3 separate regions of the Rattus norvegicus genome follow, and regions 2 and 3 are each linked to region 1. Evidence: chromatin contacts called from public Hi-C and HiChIP or PLAC-seq data. All regions are on one chromosome and are shown on one strand. Each heading gives the region's core, a stretch centred on a gene start, on an enhancer-like site or on the middle of the called end of the contact. The rest is flanking DNA. Distances are from core to core; before and after follow the strand shown.

What was found. A called contact is a pair of places that touch in the nucleus more often than the background predicts. HiChIP or PLAC-seq counts read pairs in DNA pulled down with a chosen protein or histone mark.
Region 2: a contact with region 1 is called in a Hi-C map of mammary epithelial cells, with 4 times the contacts expected there. The contact joins the enhancer-like site here to the promoter of Zmiz1 in region 1. A contact is called at or near these places in 5 of 12 Hi-C or Micro-C datasets (the Rat2 cell line, Schwann cells, liver and 2 more) and 1 of 1 datasets of contacts at active chromatin or transcription factors (oligodendrocytes).
Region 3: an H3K27ac HiChIP or PLAC-seq map of oligodendrocytes shows a contact between it and region 1, with 8 times the contacts expected there. The contact joins the enhancer-like site here to the promoter of Zmiz1 in region 1. A contact is called at or near these places in 10 of 12 Hi-C or Micro-C datasets (the Rat2 cell line, Schwann cells, frontal cortex and 6 more) and 1 of 1 datasets of contacts at active chromatin or transcription factors (oligodendrocytes).

What each region holds. Positions count from the first base shown.
Region 1 is chr16:1,032,619-1,035,583 of GRCr8, forward strand. Zmiz1 (zinc finger, MIZ-type containing 1) reads left to right here and starts at 1,542. Exons shown (of 24, transcript NM_001108393.1): 1 at 1,542-1,872.
Region 2 is chr16:765,750-768,808 of GRCr8, forward strand. LOC102552347 (a long non-coding RNA gene) reads left to right here. Exons shown (of 3, transcript XR_010058524.1): 3 at 2,314-2,878. Among named protein-coding and RNA genes, the nearest start is that of Zmiz1, 270 kb to the right of the region's middle. Within about 2 kb of position 1,387, at least 9 of the 93 cell types and tissues checked have an H3K27ac peak or open chromatin away from gene starts, as enhancers often do. A contact at or near this core is called in liver, where this site is marked.
Region 3 is chr16:699,920-702,825 of GRCr8, forward strand. The region is part of intron 1 of LOC120097393 (a long non-coding RNA gene); the gene reads right to left. Among named protein-coding and RNA genes, the nearest start is that of Zmiz1, 330 kb to the right of the region's middle. Within about 2 kb of position 1,337, at least 12 of the 93 cell types and tissues checked have an H3K27ac peak or open chromatin away from gene starts, as enhancers often do.

The sequences.
Region 1 (2,965 bases), core at 292-2,791:
TTCCCCCGGCTGGCGGCCAAGCTGCCTCCGTCGACCCGGCAGAGCAAGGCTCCCCCCGCGGCCCAGCCGGGGCTGCGCCCCCTTGCGCTCTTCCCAACTTGCCTTTGTTATTCCAGCTCCCTTCCTCGCCTCGCCTCCGACACCGTGGCTGCCTGCAAAAAGCGGAGCACGGAGTCATCGCCACACCTGGAGTCCCTAGCGGGCTCCAGCCCAAGCCTCCCCCGCCTGCTCTGAAGGGGAGTGCGTGTGCGCGCGCGCGCGTGTCCAGCCCAGACGCTAGTTATCTTTAGGACTAGAGTCCTTCTAATCAGGAGGCGGATGGGGTTGAGGAAGGGATGTGGAAGAGTAAGGGGAAATGTGTGGTATGTGTACGTGAACCAGAGACGTAGTGCACGGGGGAATGCCTCGTGTTTTGTTTTTGTTTTGTTTTTTTAACGTACCGGGGATGGCATACAGCGATATTTGTGTGTACAATTGTATGACTCCAGGTGCACGGGCATATCTGGGATGGAAAGTGTGTGTACAAGTGTGTGTCGGGGTCGTGCATGCTATGCGTGCCTTGCTGAAAGGTAGGCGCAAATCGGCGTGCCGTTTGTGTAGGAGTTTTTGTGTGAGTGGCAATGGACCTGAGCCAAAGGGAGTGCGCGCTTGGATACATTTAGGGGCCGGTCTGCGAGGAAAGCCCCCGCGAGTGGGCGCACCTAATTGTGCTTCGTGAGTGCCCTAAGGCACGACAGGAGTGGAGCCCAGCTCTGGGCTGTGAGCCGGTTGGGTTATTTCCACCTCTGCAAATTGGGAGCGCTCAGCTCGCAGCGCTCCAGGCGCTTCCTACCAAGCATTATGGCGTTCTTGCTCTAAACTTCAAGTAGCAGTGGTTACCTCTGTATCCCTCGCTCCTTCTCATATGTCAATGGAAGCGCACTTCCACCTCCCCCTACGTCACCCGTGGTAGTGAAGATTAGGGTCCTCTCACCCTCTGTCCCAAAGTCTCCGGGGGAAACTCCGCACACCGTGTCTCATTAGCCACCCAGTCACCCCAATTCAGGTGGCTAACAGAACCTAAGGCCCCAGAGCCAGGGTACCAGCAGGAAGCGGGGTATGCCTTCTGGCAATAATTTTGCTCCTACCAATGTGGTCCTTTCCTAGGCACATCAGTCTCCCGGCTCCAAACTTATGGAATGGCGGGGGGGGGGGGGCGTTAAAGAGCAGTGAAGGGAGGTGAGAGGAGGGACGAGAGAGTGAGCAAAGCAGCATATGAGGGTAAGGGTGGCGAGGAGCCTAACAGGGTCTGGAAGAGAGCTGAGACCTGGGCACAGGGAACAGAGGGAGGAAAAGAAGGGAAAGGGGAGAGGCGGAAGGGAAAGGAAAGGGAAAAGGAGAGCGCAGCGAGCGCGCAGATGGAGAGCGAACCAAGGCCAGCAGACCTGCGCGCTGGAGGCGCGGCGCTCCGCTCCCGCCATTACTCCGTGCCGGCTTTTGCGGGAGGCCGGCGGCGCGGGGCCCTTTGGAAATAGAATAGCCAATGTAATCTGACACTTCAACTTGCTCGGCTCCGGGCGAGTTGATTCACTTACTCACCCCCTAACGCCGAGTTCCTTTTCACTGTCTGTGGACATTAAAAAAGCGAGCGGCGGCGGCGGGCGCCCCGGAGAGCAAGCGGCCGGCCGGGCGAGCTGCGATCGGGCCGCAGAGCAAGCGAGCAGCGCCCGCGCAGCGCGCTGACCCTATCGCCGGCCGGTGAGGAGCGGGAACCAGAGCCGGAGCCGAGTGGATCTCCGCGCTCTCGCTGCGCTCCTCCGGGCTCCAGCCTGCCCTACACGGCGGTGGCAGCGGCGCGTCCTCCAGCGGTGGCAGTGGTGCTCGCAGAGCCCGGTAAGTTTGGGGACAGAGCCAAGCGCCCGTTAGCTCCGAGGCTTCCACCCGCTCCCGGCGGATCGTCAGGGTGCGAGCGCCGGGTACTGTACTAGGGCTTTCCGCTTAAAGGTTTAGCTCCGGCCGGGCGAGAGAAGCCAGCCGTGCGGGCTCGGCGCTGCTGCCCTGGCCGCCGGGGGCGGAGGCCCTGGCCACCAGCGAGCACCCAGCTTGTGTAGAGCGACTCCGGATGAGCGCGGGGACCCGGGGGTTTTCGGATGTACGGGGCGCCGGTGTGGTTGTGCGCGCGGACTCGGTGCCCGCCTCCTGCCGGCGCGCCTCCAGCCGTCGCTCCGAACAGTCGGGGGCCGGCCGGGATACGGATTCGGAGGAGGGAGGAGAGGACCCGGGAAGAACTGGCTGGGTCTCCCTTGCTCCTTTTGGAAAGATATGAAGTTGTGCTCCTGTGTGCGTAGGAGAACCGCCAGGAAGGCGCTGGATTCTAGGGTGGCCAGGGGTTGGTGATGTTAAGTTGTGCCTCCAAATTTCTATGGAGAACACACTTTTGTACATGGGAGATGGGGGCGCGGTTAAGTTGTTTTGGGGGGAGAATAGCTCGGGGAAACGCGGCGCGTGGCTAAAGCAGGACACGTTGAGGAGATGTGTTGAGGCTTCTCGTTCGGGCTTCGGAAGCCGAAGGGGCTTTCAGGCCAACGTCTGGCCGGGGCTGCCCCAGTCGGGAGGCGAGCCCAAGGGGAAGATGTGTGTGTGTGTGTGTGTGTGTGTGTGTGTGTGTGTGTGTGTGTGTGTGTGTGTGTGTGTGTGTGTGTGTATGCGCGCGCGCGTTGCAAATACGAAAGTAATTTCCCCGTGTTCTTTCTTCCTCTCTGTCTCCGGCGGCGACGGCGGCGACGGCGGCCCCGGGGGAGTGGGAGGCCGACCCGGGAGGAGGTTGGGGGGCCGGGCCGGAGCTGAAGCTGGGTCCGGATTGTGGGAGGGAAGCTCTGAAAGCTTGTTTCACATTCCTGGCGTCAGGGCCAGGGAGAAAACAGTGGGGAGCACGGCCTCGGTGTCGTGGTGCAGGCTGCGGGATCGCGTCGCCCCCTGGCCGGGG
Region 2 (3,059 bases), core at 137-2,636, 270 kb before region 1:
CTACTTTAGGAAGCTCATGGTGACTAGAGGCCATGTGACCAGATAGTTCCACAGTACAGGGAGAGAGATTTGTGTCTGTCTATGCCTACTGCCTCTAACCCCATGCGGTCTCCTGGTAAGTGATAATGTTTCTGGGTCATTCTCAGTGTGGTAACGTTAAGGACTCGCTCAGCCAGGCGGTGGTGGAGCACAGCACATCTTTTATCCCAACATTTGGTAGGCAGAGGCAGGCAGATCTCTGAGCTTGAGGCTAGCTTGGTCTATAGAGAGAGTTCCAGAAGAGCCAGGACTACACAGAAAACACACATGCACACACACACACACACACACACACACACACACACACAACACACACACACGGGGGTCAGGGGGACTCACTCTAGCTTGTAGGCCTATGGCAATTTGACCAGAAAAGACACAAATTCAAGCTTCAGGGTTAGGATGTGTAGACAGTATGCAAAATAAACAGTAAACTGTTTCTCAGACACCCCACAGCCCTGTTTTTCACTGGTTTCCATGCTTGACCCAAATACCAGGAGCCACAGGTGAAAAGAACCAAGTGCCTTGAAACAGGATGGTCTGTCAGCCTTAAGGAAACAGCAGGTTAGTTGTGTCACCACCACGTGGCACTCATCCAGCTGCCTGGCCTGCAGGGAGGCTGCCCCTGCACCCAGCCCTGGTCCCCTCATTTCCCAGCTCTCCTGCAGCTCTCGTTACAGCTCCTGGTTTAAGCTCGTCCCTTCCTAACCTACTCTCTGAGTGATGGCCCAAGAGGGTCTTCTCTCTGCTTACCCCTTGCTTACTGGTCCACAACTCCACGGTGCTCAGTAGTACTTTGAGGTGGAGGTGACTGGCCACTCTCCCTCTCTACTCCCTGGAGTGCAACCCTCCCAGCTCTGCTCTGCAACAACAAGATGCAGGTGGGGCTGGTGGCCTCCAGAGTCTAGCTCATCAGTGATCCATACTCTGACCAGCTGCACTTGAGAACCCATGGTGCCCCAGTCTATCTCCTCTCGCTCCTCCAAGCCCCAAGACTTGTCTTCCTCTCTCAGCCTGGGTGGCATGGCGGGGATGGGGGGAGTCAGTGAGCCTTATTCCCTCATTCCAGCCATCCCCACTCCTCCTCCTGCTGGCCTCCCATGCCAACCCTGGCACGGGCATCAGGCGCCGTGGAGGGTAGACTGCTAGCTGTAGGATAAAAACCTTCATTCATGACAGTCTCAAACCCCTGGCTCTGGAGAAACAGAGATTTGCTCTGGGTCTGAGCTGTCGCCGGGGGAGGAAAACCGATCCGCAGAGCGGCGCTGCTTAATGCGCCTCTGTTCTGCTCACCTGGCAGGCCAGCACAGCAGCCTGCTTGCGCCTCTGAAATCCTAGCTGGCCTCTGGCTGGGAGCTTTGGGGACTGTAGGGGAGACACTGGGTAGAGTGTGCCAGCCATGCACACCCAGCCAACTCTACACCCAGTCAGGGCCAAGCGCCAAGAGGAAGGTCAGTGACAGCAGCCACTCCCACAACCGTGTGAGGACCTCAGTCTCGCTCAGTTCTCCTTGGGGGCTAAGTATACACTGCAGAGCTATACATAAGGATGGTGGAGCATAGGTCCTGAGAGCCGAGCACTGTTTCTTGATTCTTTTCCAGTGTGACAGACTTCCTCATAAAAGTCATGAAGTTGTATGCTAATGAGATTCACATCCCCAAACCTCTCAGTTGGTCCCATAGAGATCATTCCCATACATTTCTTTTTTTTTTTTCCGGAGCTGGGGACCGAACCCAGGGCCTTGAGCTTGCTAGGCAAGTGCTCTACCACTGAGCTAAATCCCCAACCCCATTCCCATACATTTCTAACATCTCCCTCCACCATGGGAAAAACCTAGTCCAAATAAGAGCGTCAGGCACACCCCCAGGCAGTGTGGCATGGAGTATGGCTGACAGAGAGTGGATCATATTCCACATATACTTGATTTAAAAACACTTATGACTGTTTGCAGAATGTGTTTTACTGATGAGAGCTATCGAGCTCAGAGAAGCCCCACTCAGGTCCTTTCTTCTTCCACAATGAAGGATCATCTAGCTGGGTATGCAGCAAGCCTGCAGTTTCCAGCCTCCCTTTCAGCTAAATATTGTGTTCTCTAAGCATTGACACTAAAATGCTAACCAAGATGTATGGACTCTACTAATTGCCACTTGCAAGCATGTCTAACCCATAGCCATTGAGCGACATGCAGCCAAGCTAACTATGAATACAGCCCCAAAGAAAATGACAGGCATCCTTAAACGTTTTTGAGAGGTTCATTGTTGTTTCGTTTTGCAGTTTTGAAGGGAGCAAAATCAACAATGCATGGTGGGTAGCAAAGTCATTCTGCAGTGTCAAAAGGGCTGGACATCCCGACATGTGCTCTGTACCCTCAGCAGATGTTCCTGGAGGCCAAGATCTGTCTTTCCAACTCCTGAGCAGCAGCTGCCGTCACTCTTCAAGGTCACTCGTTTGGCCAGCACCTCATCATTTGCTTTGTCTGTCCCAACAACACTTTGTCCATACTTCTGTGATGCAGGCAACCTGTATCACTGAGGCCATCTGTATCCCAACAGATGCAAGTTAAAGCCAAAAAGGCACCATGTGCCTTAGGATCTGGGTGCCTTTCATGTCTCCAAGCATGGGGCCTGTGGTGTGGACAAGGAACAGTTTGGGGAAATGAGACCCAGAGCAGTGTCCTCCATAACTCTCCCTCAGGTGACCTGACACTCGGCACCCTGTTGCCTCATGAGGACCCCCAACTCCACACTTACACCAGCATCTCCTGTAAGCCTAATCCAAGAACAACCCAGATGAGAGATGCAAACTAGCTGCTCAATAAAATGCCAGTTGAACAAATGAATGTACCCATCTCTTAAGTGACTTTTTCAGCTCCCTAAGCATCTGGGCTCTCTTATTGAGCTGTCTCTCAACACACAAGCCACAAGAGGCTGATGCCCAGCCTAGTAGATAGGTAAAAATCCTCAGTTACACGAGGAAATGGGGTACCAGATCTCTGACCACCCTGTGAACAGGTCTCTGTA
Region 3 (2,906 bases), core at 87-2,586, 330 kb before region 1:
TAGACTCGGTACAAATGAGGCATAGTAGAAAGAACTGCCCAGGTGAATTTGAGAATGGGTTACTGAGAGCTAGATCTTGTTTGGAAATGTCACCATTTGACAGAGGTCATGGGACCCACACTTTGGATCCATAACATGCATGTGAAAAGGTTATGGTGTTGTAATTCCAACACTGGAGAGGGTGAAACAGGCAGATGCCTGGGGCTCCATGGCCAATGGGTAGAGCTGAACCCATAAAGCTTCAAGTGCAAGACTATTTCAAAGAAACGAGGAAGAGGCTCCTGCCCAAATGATGCCATAGGTTGACCTCCGACCTCCACAGGCACATGCACCTCTCCTCTACGCACAAATGTACATGTAAACCTTGTCATTATTACCTACATGGAGTCCCACCCCATCCAGAAAGGTCTTCTGGCCACAGCCAACAGGTACCATATGCCTTGGCCCCAACCCAAGGACAATGTTCGAGGCTTTGAAGCTCTAGAGCTTTGAGTCTTTAACATCTGAAGGCCTCTGGACAGTGTCTCCACAAGCTACAAGCCAGAGATTTAGTGCCACACCATGCTTGAACATCCATAGTGCTCTCATCCCAGAGCCCCTGAAGGGAGGCAGAGGGCCCCATTGAACTCTGAGCTGCAAGGAGAGGGAGGGAATCGTCCACTGTGGTGGCGTTGAACTACTTCCAATGGTGAAAATGCTCCCAGACTGACCCACCTTGAAACAAGCTATCCAAGGTCAGAATGATCTTGAATAGATCCTTGCTTTCTCAGAGCCTCGCCTGTGCTAGTATGCCCGTGGGACTCAATATTGTACATGGGGGAAGGGTGGGTGGAAGACACATCCATACTTTTAGGGAATCATCTCTCTGTGACAGAGTTTGGGGGACAGAGACCTTACCAGTCCCTGGCTCCTGGCCAGCCAGCTGCCAGGGGAGGCTAATGAAGCCCTATCAGTTCTCTGCCTTGCCCTTCCCTGTGGTTAATGGGGTGGTCTCATGGTGGCCGGATTGAGCCCAGGAGCCTGGAGCAGAGTCCTTAATGAGGGCAGCTTGGTGATGAAAGGCCCCTTAAGCTTCAGCCACCATTACTACACGATGAAATAAATGCAGTCGGGCTCCATCCGGGCTGCACAAGAATAAATTTGAATAGCAAGACACAAATGCGGCCCTTAACTCTGACGCGCAAATAGAGTTTAATACCGAGGTAAACTGAGACCGCTTTTATTTATTGCTGTGTAAATGTATTTAAAAAGTATTGGCTTTGTGCAGCTACAGAGGCCTGCTCCTCCACAGCCTGGCACTTTCATGCCCGCCGCTGTTATTAGAGCCGTAATGAATGGGCCGCTGTGAGTGCGCTCTTCAGAAGGGCTGCAGAGGGACGAGATTAATGGGGTGACAGCATCGAAAGGTACAGACAGCCTCTGTTTCCCAGCCGTGGTTCACTGTCTACAGCAGCACCTCTGCCTTTGTTTGCTCTGCAGGAGCTGTGAGGCTGCTGTAGACAGGCGTTGGCAGGAGCCAGGCTTGGGGATGGAGGCTGTAAGCAGAAGCATCCTGAGATCCTGAATCGGGGACCAGGAACATGCATGTCCCACTAACCTGGGGTCCAGCACCTCTCCCTGCCCCAGCCTGCACTACACCTGCAGCCACAAACAAGCCTACACTTGTTTTTGTTTCTGACCGTCCACTGCACCCCAACTCATTCTTTTTGGGGGTTCTCCCATTGCTCCTAAAACCCAGTAGCCACATACAAGGTAGGGATTTGAGCATGCTGTAGAGCTGCTTCTCAGAAAAGGGCATGGTACATTTAATATCCTGCTGTGTACAGGTCTGCAGGACAAGGTGTTCAAATACTAATGCAAAAGTGAGCTTGGGCAGTGGTTTAAAGTGAATAGACGGTCCTGGGCTGGGAACACGCAAATCAGGTACAGAGAAATTACTTAGAGGGTTGGAAAAAAATTAACTAGTATCTCACATCCCTAGAGGGAGGGAACGAAAGACATTTTATAGGTATGGGCGCAGAGGCAGAAAGACATGTATACTCAACGTTACATGGCAGAGGTGAAAATAGCCCTCTTTGGTGTGTCAGGGAGAGATATTCCATGGCTGGCCAACAGGGCCTTCTTCCCTATTCTTCACACTTCACTAATGGACTGGGCAGATTGTGAAGAACTGATGCTGGTGAAGGAAAAGGGATTTCACCTCTAGTTCAGGAGTGGGGATCTGGCAAAAACACAGCAAGTAGAGGCTGTGTGAGCCAAGCGAGCTGTTCTGCCTCTCTGAGCCTCAGCTTGCTTGTCTTTCTAAAGTCCAGTGCTGTGTGCTTTGCATAGAAACACACACATCTAAAATACTCAAACAACACATGGCAAGGAGCTGGGGAGGTGGCTAGGTCAGAAGGTACTTGTGCAAGCAGGAGGATCTGAGTTCAGACTCCAGGACACGTGTAAAAAGCTATGTGCTGGGGGCGTGCACCTGTAATCCCAGCAGAGGGAAGTAGAGACAGGAGGATTCCCTGGAGCTCAGTGGCCTTAGGCAAGTGGTGCACTCCAAGTTCAGTGAAAGTAGGTAGCAGGCAATAATGAGGGCACCTGACTTCGATTGTTTGCCTCCTCCACTTTCTCTCTCCCCAACCCTCCCCCCCCCTCTTCTCTCTCTTCCCTCTCTCTCTCTCTCTCTCTCTCTCTCTCTCTCTCTCTCTCTCTCTCGTACACTCACACACACACATACACATATGTACACATGTGTGACTGCATGTACTCCCCCACAAAAAAAGACACGTAGCAAAGCCTTAAAAACACAATAATAATCTATATACAGCATATTTAGACAGCAAAGCCAGGGTAATTCCTACATTGGAGAAGTAAGATACACTGTTTTTGTGAACAATTGGATGATTGTAGTTAAC